Regions from separate parts of the Sus scrofa genome. Here regions 2 and 3 are each linked to region 1. Evidence: chromatin contacts called from public HiChIP or PLAC-seq data. All regions are on one chromosome and are shown on one strand. The core of a region is the stretch at or near the end of the contact, and the rest is flanking DNA. Distances in the headings are between cores, read along the strand shown. Region 1 has its middle 29 kb from the start of MRPL19. Region 2 has its middle 76 kb from the start of HK2. Region 3 has its middle 43 kb from the start of SEMA4F.

The links. HiChIP or PLAC-seq counts read pairs in DNA pulled down with a chosen protein or histone mark.
Region 2: an H3K27ac HiChIP or PLAC-seq map of alveolar macrophages shows a contact between it and region 1. The contact joins two enhancer-like sites. A contact is called at or near these places in 2 of 47 Hi-C or Micro-C datasets (both in embryonic fibroblasts) and 1 of 2 datasets of contacts at active chromatin or transcription factors (alveolar macrophages).
Region 3: an H3K27ac HiChIP or PLAC-seq map of alveolar macrophages shows a contact between it and region 1. The contact joins two enhancer-like sites. A contact is called at or near these places in 7 of 47 Hi-C or Micro-C datasets (embryonic fibroblasts, fetal skeletal muscle, omental adipose tissue and 3 more) and 1 of 2 datasets of contacts at active chromatin or transcription factors (alveolar macrophages).

Annotation. Positions count from the first base shown.
Region 1 is chr3:67,638,405-67,642,272 of Sscrofa11.1, forward strand. No RefSeq gene overlaps it. Among named protein-coding and RNA genes, the nearest start is that of MRPL19, 29 kb to the left of the region's middle. Within about 2 kb of position 2,382, at least 17 of the 83 cell types and tissues checked have an H3K27ac peak or open chromatin away from gene starts, as enhancers often do. A contact at or near this core is called in alveolar macrophages and embryonic fibroblasts, where this site is marked.
Region 2 is chr3:68,305,885-68,309,480 of Sscrofa11.1, forward strand. No RefSeq gene overlaps it. Among named protein-coding and RNA genes, the nearest start is that of HK2, 76 kb to the left of the region's middle. Within about 2 kb of position 1,402, at least 23 of the 83 cell types and tissues checked have an H3K27ac peak or open chromatin away from gene starts, as enhancers often do. A contact at or near this core is called in alveolar macrophages and embryonic fibroblasts, where this site is marked.
Region 3 is chr3:68,360,206-68,363,752 of Sscrofa11.1, forward strand. No RefSeq gene overlaps it. Among named protein-coding and RNA genes, the nearest start is that of SEMA4F, 43 kb to the right of the region's middle. Within about 2 kb of position 1,631, at least 6 of the 83 cell types and tissues checked have an H3K27ac peak or open chromatin away from gene starts, as enhancers often do. A contact at or near this core is called in alveolar macrophages, where this site is marked.

The DNA of each region.
Region 1 (3,868 bases), core at 1,132-3,631:
CTCTCATGTGTGTTCCCATTGTTCTTTTGCAGACACTAGTTCAGCAAGCATTATTCAAGGGAGAGTCACTCTTTTTTTTTTTTTTTTTTTTTTTTTGGTCTTTTTAGGGCCGCACTTGCGGCATATGGAGTTTCCCAGGCTAGGGATTTAATTAGAGCTGTTGCTACAGGCCTACATCAGAACCACAGCAACGCCAGATCTGAGCCACTTCTGTGACCTACACCACAGCTCATGGCAATGCCGGATACTTAACCGACTGACCGAGGCCAGGGATCAAACCTGAAAGCTCATGGTTCCTAGTAGGATTCCTTTCCACTGTGCCACAATGGGAACTCCGAGAGTTACTCTTTTGGCCTAGGGCTAAACGTGATGGCAGGAGAGTTAGTTTTTAGCCAAGACAAAAACAGATGCCAGGAATGCTCAGCGCCCCAACCATTCAAGAATGAGGAGATCTGAAAGGAGTTTGCACAATCCCCAAACCAAAGGCAACTGTAGTCAGGGGTAAAGCTGGAGCCAGGGGCCGGGAACCTGGAGGGGGTGACAGAAGCATGCACCAGCAAGTCAAGCCAGAAGATGCAGCATCCAGTGAGGGACCTGCATGTAGGTGGTTGGTCCTCAGGAAGCAGATGATGAATCGGAGAGGAACGAATGAAGTATGATGAATGGCCTTTCTTAAGCCAAACCTGAGGCTATGTTTGTCACCAGTGGTTACTGCAGTCAGGGGCGACATTGTAATTCTCTGAAGAACACGTCATGCTCCTGGAACTTTGCTCTGTGTTTCCCAACTGACTTCCCAACAGATTTGACCAAAGATCTGGAGCGCTTGAATTGGTAAACCACACCAACCATCCTACCCAGCCACACTGAGCAACACCTCCCTCTCTAGGCGCCTGTTTGCAGAGCTGAAAACAGCTAAGCCCCATGTGGTTCAGGATAACTCTGTCCCCTCATTTGGGAGCTAGCACTTACTCCTGGCCATGAACCTAGTCGTGTCCAGCATGGCTTTATTTTTCTGGGTGTTGGGAATTTCCTTGGTGAAGCTTCCAGTTCCTCCTTCTTTCTGCATTTGATGAGCTCATTTCTTTTTCACTTGGTAGGCTTGTGTGCTCCTTAAGGATGGTGGGTTCCATCTAACAGCCAAATGGGGCCAAGCCTGGGGCATTTTTCTTGCCATTTCCAGCTTTCAAGTCCCGTGTCTCTTGCAATCTCTCCCCAATTCTGGCAGTTACCCTCCTCAGTACAGTTCCAATCTGTGGAAGTTTCTGAAGTGCAATGACATACACAGAAAATGGGGGTTTGGTTTTGCTTCTTCCCACACATTCCTAGGGAGAGTTATGTCAAGATGAGTTTTTTTGTTGTTTGTTTGTTTGTTTGTTTTCTGTCTTTTCTAGGGCCGCACCCGAAGCATATGGAGGTTCCCAGGCTAGGGGTCTAATCCAATCTGTAGCCGCTGGCTTAGGCCAGAGCCACAGCAACGTGGGATCCAAGCCACGTCTGTGACCAACACCACAGCTCATGGCAACGCTGGATCCCAAACCCACTAGCGAGGCCAGGGATCGAACCCGCAATCTCATAGTTCCTAGTTGGATTTGTTAACCATTGAGCCACGACAGAAACTCCAAGATGAGCTTATACTTTCTAAAAAGAAGAAGCTGTTGAAGCATCAGGGAAAAAGATTTTTTTTGGCCCTGCCCCCAGCATGCAGAATTTCCTGGCCCAGGGACTGAACCTGAGCCACAGAAGCAGCAACGCTGAGTCCTTAGCTACTAGGCCAGAGGGAACTCCAAAAGTTTCATTTTTAAATACAGAGTTTCTTTTCTGGGCTCTGTCTGAAGCTTTTGGTAGATTTTGGGGTGGAGGGGGCTTATTGTGAATTCTGGGGAGGTTGCTGTTTCAACCTCCTTTGTGTGAAGCTGTTGTAAAGAGCTGCCAGGAGGGAGCACTAATGAAAAGGAACTTGGAAGCCTTGCCAAGGTGATTGGCACCAGAGAGCCTTTCCGTCCAGAGAGAATGAGAAAGAATATAGGGTCGGCGTGGCAAGAACAGGCATCTGCAGTGACTCAATAGCTGACTCAGTTCCTAGAGCTCCTCGTGGTAATGACATCACATCTGCTTTGTTGAGTCATGTACCATGGAACGTTCAGCCCAAAGAATCTCCTTATGTGTTTGCCTATCTCTGTCTATCTATCCATCCATCAATCTTCCATCCATCACTCTTCTATCTATCCATCCATCTATCCATCCAATAAATGAAAACTGAGCCCTTACTGTGAGGCAGGCATTGGGCTAGGAACTGGGGCAGCAGGGGGAATGATAGGACACGGCCCTGATGAATAACCACAGGTCATCTTCCCACATTTCAGCGAGTGAGGGTTCTTGTGCAATAGAGGCCAATAGACAGTGGGGAGGCACTGGAAAATAAGTGACAGGAATCTCAGCATGCTGTGCCTGGGCGGCTCACAGAGTGGTTGTTAACTCCTTATCTCCTGCTGAACCCCTGAAGCCTGGGTGCGGCTTTCCTCTCCTGAGCGCCGCTCCCTAAGTTCCTTTAAATTTTAAGGAAAAAAAGATCTATAAAGTCAAAGGACGAACTATAGACTCTGATAAATACTTGCAGCACATATAAAAAGTTATTTTTTTATTAAAAAATTTTTTTTCTTTTATAGTTGGTTTACAGTGTCCTGTCAGTTTGTACTGTACAGCAAAGTGATCCAGTCACACACACACACACACACACACACACACACACACATATACATTATTTTTCCCACGTTATCCTCCATCATGTTCCATCATAAGTGACTAGAAATAGTTCCCAGTGCTACACAGCAAGACCTCATTGCTTAGCCACTCCAAATGTAGTAGTTTACATCTATTAACCTGAGACTCCCAGTCCACCCCGCTCCCTCCCCCTCCCGCTTGGCAACCACAAGTCTGTGCTCCAAGTCCCTGAGTTTCTTTTCTGTGGAAAGTTTCATACATATGAAAAGTTTTTTGTTTGTTTGTTTTTTGCATAGAATTTTTGCAATTCTATTTGTTTGTTTTTTTACATAATGATTTTTATTTTTTTCCATTATAGATGGTTTACAGTGTTCTGTCAATTTTCTACTGTACAGCCTGGTGACCCAGTTACACATACATGTATACATTCTTTTTTCTCACATTATCATTCACCATCATAGGAGACGAAACATAGTTCTCAGTGCTACACAGCAGGATCTCATTGCTTATCCATTCCAAAGGCAATAGTCTGCATCTATTAACCCCAAGCTCCCAGTCCATCCCACTCCCTCCCCCTCGCCTCTGACAACCACAAGTCTGTTCTCCAAGTCCATGAGTTTCTTTTCTGTGGAAAGTTTCATACCTATGAAAACTTGTTATCCCTAATTTACCCAACGTTCATATAATTGGTAATAAAATGGCAAAATGCCATGGGAATATAGGAAAAAATATTGAGACAACTCACAGAAATGAGTTTTAAATGGGGTTGAGAAGGGTTAGTCAGAGAGTCTGATTGTTTATTCATCAGACTGGCAAAAATTAAAAAGACCATGACATCCTGTGCTAGAAAGAGTGCAGGAAAATCAGCACTTTTATACCTTGCTGTTGGGAGCATGAACTGTTGAAACCTCCAGGGAAAAAAAAAATCTGGCAATGTTTATTAAAGTTCAAAATTCACACCATTGACTCAGCAACCCAATTTCAAGCCATCATTCCAGTAGGTATAAAAGCAGCAATACCTAAGAATATATGATAAGGGTATTTACAGAAGCACTATTTGTTGTGGTAAAATATTGGGCAATGCATACTTATCCCTCAATGATAAAATGGCTGAATAAACATGGTGCCTCCACGCTGCGGGAGATTA
Region 2 (3,596 bases), core at 152-2,651, 670 kb after region 1:
CATGAACTGTGGTGTAGGTTGCAGACTCGGCTCAGATCCCACGTTGCTGTGGCTGTGGTGTAGGCTAGCAGCTGTAGATCCGATTCAACCCCTAGCCTGAGAACTTCCGTATGCCGTGGGTGTGGCCCTAAAAAGTGAAAGAAAAAAAAGAGGAATTTGTCAGATTCTCTGGGACATTTATGTATATTTTTTTTCTTTTTTTTTTTTTTAAAGGAGAGGCAAGCAGAATATCATTTAATTTTTAAAAGAGTGAACAAGAAAACCCTCATTAATATGTATATATTTCTTTAAGGTGTTTTCTAGCCCTTTCTCAGGCAACTTTATGTTAAGACATAATTATGCTTACAAAAAATTGTTACTTTTTTCCCTTCTTCTTTCTTTCTCACCCACAACATGTTAAACAGTCAGGGCTGAGAGCATCTGGTTGAAAAAGCAGAGCTGGAGATAAACCAATTTCTATGAAGGGGGGAATACAAAGAAAATTTTACCAGACCTCAAACACACGTTAGCCAGTATTGCATTAGGACCATGTTTGAACACATGCATTGCTGGGCTCGGGGTTTTCGAAGCCTGGAGAGAGGCAATTGGGGGATGCCTTGATAGTGAACAGGAAGACACCTGCAAATTCCACCACCACCCTTTCCCCCCCACTACAGACCTGTCGCTAATGAATGAGATCCTATCATTGTAGAGCGTTCTCGGTCTTACACTTAGGGCATGCAGATGCTACGGGGAATGACGGCAATATACAACAGCGATTTTCTTCCCCAGGTGGCGTGACGAAGTTTATCAGTGCCTTTCCAACCTAACCAACTGCCTAAGAGGAAATTAATCAGAGCACCAAAAGGGGGGGCTTGTGCGCGTGCGCGCGCACATAACACGGACACGTAGAGGCCAAGCGAGCAGGCAGGCAAGTGATTCCTGGAAGAGTCGGGGCCTCAGAGGAAGGGCTTGGGGTGAGATGAGAAGCCCAGCAGTTTGGAGGCCCTAGGAGGTGTGGGGTCTAATGAGAGAGATGGAGAGAGGAGGATTGAATGTAGAGTCTTTAGCACCGAGTATGGTCCCCATGGGGGCTGGGTAGAAGAGCTGACCATTGGGAGAAAGGGGCCGCTGCATGTGGGCCCGGGGTTCCTGAGTGGGGGAGGAGTATGGATCACGGGAGTAAGAGGAAAAAGACCACGTAATCTGTTGTCTCTTGTTTCATGCAAGCACCTGCCTGGGTGAGACCCACGTGAGTACGTGGTGGATGCTATTCCCAGTCAGCCCTGAGCCTCACCTCACCACTCCTCTTGCCAAGATCAGTCTCCAAAAACTGGTTGCCCAATCACGTGGGCATGAGTCAGGCCCCTGCCAGGCTGAGTACGGCGTGGGTGTGGGCGGGAGCGGGAGACTTGCACAACTCTGAACCGATGAAGTCATCAGAGAAAGCCCAGCTACGGAGAAGCCCCAGAGTGACCCCTCTAAAGCCTTAGAGAGTCGGGCCACTGGGCAGTAAGATTTCTGGCTTCCCATCTGGCCTGGCCCTGTGTGCCCTGTCACTTTCCAGACCAGAGTATTGACAGGGATTATCAGTGCTCTTTCTGTCTGCCTCTGTAAGGGGAGAGCGGAGGATGTGACAAAGCCAACATCTCTGACATCCCCAAGCTTGACTTTCTGTTCCCGTGACTGGTACTGAGCACCCCTGGGCTGGAGACTGGCAGGGGGCTCTTCCCCAGCCTCTGGCAGGGAGGAATGGGGCACCTTCCTGAGGACCACTGGCCTTGGGATCTTCAGGCAGCTTGGGTCTGGGGGGAGGAAGATTAGGGATGCTGAATCTCTCATCCACTTCAGCTCAATGCTGCGGCTTAAGAGCCAGACCAAGCTTGGGGCAAGTTCAGGGTACAACCGTCTTGGGCCTGCAAACCATCTACTGAGCAAAGGCATGGAGCCAAGCTGATAGGAGTAAAAGCATCACTACTGGGGGAGTTCCCGTCATGGCTCAGCAGAAACGAATCTGACTAGCATCCATGAGCATGCAGGTTCCATCCCTGGCCTCACTTAGTGGGTTAAGGATTTGGTGTTGCTGTGAGCTGTGATGTATGTTGGCAGCTATAGCTTCGATTCGACCTCTAGCCTGGGAACCTCTGTATGCCCTGGGTGTGGCCCTAAAAAGACCAAAAGAAAAAAAAATCATCACTATTGAAGGTGGTACAGAAAACAGCAAGTTGGAAAAAGAGGGACCTACCCTTCTCACGTATAGAGCTTGTCACATCCGAACTCAGGTCAACAAAAAACCACAAGTGCAGTGATTCCAAGAGGACATGCCTCTAAGGGAGCATGGGATAGGGGACATTTGTGATTCTCAGCAGGAGGAGAGGAAATTTTTTAAATTTCCTCCAACCACCACCACACCCACCTGCAAAAATTCTGAATCATCTTCCAGTTAAGAATGGCGACAGTATTGGCAGCCAAAAAAGTCCAGAAACTATTCCCTGAGCACCTCCTGTATGCTGGTGCCTTGAGTAGATTCCTCAGGGCACTGGGCAGACACAAGTAAAGAATTACTGCTCCAGTGGGTCATCGCTCTGGGCTTGTCTGCATGTTTATTTACTCACAAGACAGTCTAGCAGGGAGGGCCTGAACCAGCACAGTTTCACCATTGGTGTGGGATGGGTAACACAGGAAGTGACCCTGTGGCTCACCTAATCCACATGCTCAGCCAGACAGGTGAGGTTGGAGGTCACTGTCACAGGCAGTTACCAGCCCAGTGGAAGCAGATAATGAATCATGTGGGACCCAGCCGGGGTCAGCCTCGCAGGTGGACAGAGAGTGAGCAGTATCAACAGAGCCACTTTTGGAAGTCTGGTCAGGCGGCTGAACTTGGGGATTTAGGAGAATTCTCCAGCCTTGGAGCTGGGCAACTGGAAGGTATAGTCAGGGAGGCAGGAGTCCTAGGAGATTGTCGGAAAGGAACCCAGGAACAGAGGCCAAAGGGGAAGCAGATGGGGTTCGGGCCTTGGATCTTGGGAGCAGGCCCTGGATCACCTTGTCTTGGATCAGATGGGGGAGGGCAGAAGAGGGGGAGTTATGGAGACTGTGGATTGGGGTGGAGAACTGTGAGCCCGCCCCAGAGGGTCCCCAAGGCCCAGAGAAGGAGGAGGAGAATTGGGAGCTGGAGATAGAGGGTGAGCTCCTGGGCAGCAAAGGAGTCTGTCATCTGTCTCTTTGGGTACACAACCAGGGCCCCCTCTGGCCCACACGGGGTCCTCATATGAACTGAAATGGCGCCCCCCTTGGGGCAGACAAGTTGGGCAAACACCCCAGAGGTACTCATGGTTCCTTTGTATGAAGAGAAAGACTCTGCTTCCTCCTGCAGGGCCCCCTCGGCAGGACACACAACTGGAGAACAGAGCATGAAGTAGATTTCAGTGGCCACTCAGTCCCTTGGTCGGCATCTGTGTGCCGGCCACAAACTGCACGGCCACACGTGGATGCCCAGGAGCTGCTCGGGGAGAGGGTGGGAAGGCCCCAGTCTCTCTGTCCTGGGCAAGCCTGGACCTCCCACCAGGAGCAGTGGCTGTGGGTGAACTTACCTCCGTGGTGTGAGGAGGCGAGTT
Region 3 (3,547 bases), core at 381-2,880, 720 kb after region 1:
TTTTAAGATATTTTGATATCTTCCCCAGCTCAAAACATGATGTCACATGCCTTTCCTGATCGCCCTATTTAAAACTCCAAAACTTTCACCCCCCCTTTCATCCTGTAATATAATGTTTATTTAATATCTGACCCCGGGAGTTCCTGTCGTGGCTCAGAGGTTGACGAACCCGACTAGTATCCATGAGGGTGTGGGTTCGATCCCTGGCCTCGCTCAGTGGGTTAAGGATCCAGCCTTGCCATGAGCTGTGATGTAGGTCACAGACGCCGCTCGGATCTGGCATTGCTGTGGCTGTGACGTAGGCCAGCAACTGCAGCTCCAATTGGACCCTAGCCTAGGAAACTCCACATGCCAATGCCAGAGGTGCAGCCCTAAAAAGATATAGGTAGATAGATAGATAGATAGATAGATAGATAGATAGATAGATAAAAATCTGACCCCTGTTAGAAGGTTAGCTCCACAAAGACAGGGATTTCTGTTTGCTTTGTTCAATGATTATTTTTCCCTTAGCGTTTACAACAGTGCCTGACACATAGTGAGCATTCAATAAATGCATGTTGAATTAATAGATGAAAAAAGGGATGAATAATGCAAAAAATGAAGTGAAGCACCAATACTTATGGGCAGATGGTCTTTTTCCGTTTCAGTTCTTGAATGAATATTTTATGTGTTGCTCTTTATGAATTTCAAGAGAATTTCTTTAGACTCTCCAATAAATTTCATTTCTTTCTAACTCAGGTAACCTTAAGATAAAGGATAACCACCAGGGGAGTTCCCATTGTGGCTCAGCAGCTTAAGAACCTGATGCTGTCTCTGCGAGGATGAGGACTGGATCCCTGTCCACACTCAATGGATTAAGGATCCAGCATTGCCTCAAGCTGCAGCATAGATTGCAGATGCAGCTTGGATCTCATGTTGCGTGGTTGTGGTGTAGGCTGGCAGCTGCAGTTCCAATTCAGCTCCTAGCCTGGGACTTCCATATGCCATAGGTATGTCGGTAAAAAGGGGAAAAAAAGAAAAAAGGAGTTTCTTCTCTCTTGAACCTGAAGCCTAGAGCCCACTCTCTGCTCCCTCTGCATGACCTGCATCTGCTCAGCAGGAGACAGCCCCCGCTCAAAATGCCCCAACTCAGAGTCCCTTCATGGCACAACAGAAATGAATCCAACTAGGAACCATAAGGATGCGGGTTCGATTCCTGGGCTCGCTCAGTGGGTTAAGGATCTGGCATTGCCTTGACCTGTGGTGTAGTTTGCAGACTCAGCTCGGATCCCCCGTCACTGTGGCTGTGGTGCAGGCCAGCAGCTGTAGCTCTGATTTGACCCCTAGCCTGGGAATCTCCATATGCTCCGGGTGCGGCCCTTAAAAAAAATAATGCCCCAACTAAAACTGAACTCAGGCTTCCATCTGAGTCCCAGCCTGGCAGGAGCAGGCAGTAAGAAGGTGATCTCTCACCCACGTGTGCGTCAGTTTCTTCATCTGTTGAGTGGAAATCATACTAACTCCTCACATCCCACAAGTTCACTTTGAGGATAAAATTAGAATTGCCCACCTGATTGCCCAACATCCGAGGCTATTCTGGGCAGAAGCCTCTCAAAGGAAGTGCAGAGAAGAGCTAATCTGGGGCAGGAGACGCTGACACTCAAGACTACATGTTACAAACTGACTGTGCCAAGGTTCCGTGTCTGAGCTGGTTCCCCATGTGGCCCGTCCTGCCTCGGGACTCGTGCCCTGCAATCAATGTCAACCAGCACTTAACTTACTCCAAAGATGAAACAAAATTAGTTCAACCAGAATATAACCTGAGAAGACAGATCTCTAGCAAGGACTGACTCTGGCTGTGGGGTAATAGACACACTTCTGCTTTGCTCCAGGCCCCGTGGAAGGCAATTTGGCCATATCTATCAAAATAGATATAGTATACAGGCAGTGATCCTTTGACCTCATAAACCCAATTCCGGGAATTTATCTGATGGATTTCTACAAGATGACACATGTACAAGAATATTTATGGGAGCACAGGTTGTGAAAGTAAACGATTAGGCATCACCCAAGGGAAAACAAATAGGGACCAGGTAAATAGGCTATGATACCTCTTTACAGCGCAGTCATCTTAAACAAGGAAGGTGTCTATGCATCGATGTGGTACACGTCTCCTTGATACATTGTGTTAGAAAGAGTGGGAATTAAGAATGCATTTGGATATTTTTATTTGTTTGGTTTGTTTTTGTTTTTTGTTTTTTGTCTTTTTGGCTTTTCTAGGGCTGCTCCTGCGGCATATGGAGGTTCCCAGGCTAGGGGTCTACTCAGAGCTGTAGCCACCAGCCTACGCCACTGCCTCAGCAACGTGGGATCTGAGCCGCATCTGCAACCTACACCACAGCTCACAGCAACGCTAGATCTTTAACCCACTGAGCAAGGCCAGGGATCAAACCTGCAACCTCATGGTTCCTAGTCGGATTCATTAACCACTGAGCCATGATGGGAAATTTTTAGATTTGCTCGTATTTTCACGAAGAGACACTAGAAGGATATAGGAGAAATTAATAAAAAGGTGGGAGGGAGGCTTTTCAATGTACATCTTTTTATACTGTTTGTATTTCTAAATCATGCGGATATTTTACCTTTGCAAAACAGAAATTAATAAAGGAAAAGAAAACACCCCCTAGAATGCATTCCAAAAGGACAAAGAGTACTAGACTGAGTAGCAGAAAGTCCGATTTGATTCTGGCTGGGCCTCGGCCGGCCTGAATTTCCTTGGCTGAAAGACGAGAGGGCACGGCCCTGTCTGCTCTCAGTCCTCCCAGCCCCCCTCTTCTATAAATACGATCCTTTCCCGGATGGTGCCCTATTTTACATGATTGCTACATTCTCAGCCCTTTCGCTGTACAGACAATTGCAAGTTAACTGGGCAGGATTACAATCCAGAGAATTCCCAAACTGACAATCCATATTTGGCTACTTTGCATTCTTGGATTACATTTGTCAGTGGTCCATGCCCCTCTGCTTCTCTACTTTATTCAGGGGGTTTTAAATTTGCACTCCACCTTGAATTAATCCTTCTAGAAAGCAATTTGGTTGCATGAAAGATAAATCATAAAAGTTTAATACAGCCTCCTCTTTCTTGGGTAATTACCCTCTGTAAGACCAAGTCCAGTTCTGTTCTGTTTGTTCATTTAGGGTTACTTCTGTTAAGGGTTATGGGAATGAAGGGGCAGGAGCTGGACAGGGAGTGTGCTGTGTCTGGGGGCTTTCAGAGCTGTGTGCAGTACAGAAGCACTGCTGTGAGCTGAGGGCTGTGCTGGGGAGATGCCCTGCATCATGCGGGTGGCACCAGCCCCCAGGCGGACAGAGGAGCAGCGCTCAGTGAATATAAAGCAGTGGCTCACAGGTGGGGTCAGGGCCCAGCTCCCCAGGAGGCAAGTGCCAAGTGCTGGTGTAGACAGTGCTGATGTAACCAGATAGATCTCAGCATTGGGTTGAGATGCCCAGAGAGCCCAGCACTACAAAGGTATTCATTCTTGGAAAGACACTTTAAACGTTTAAATTT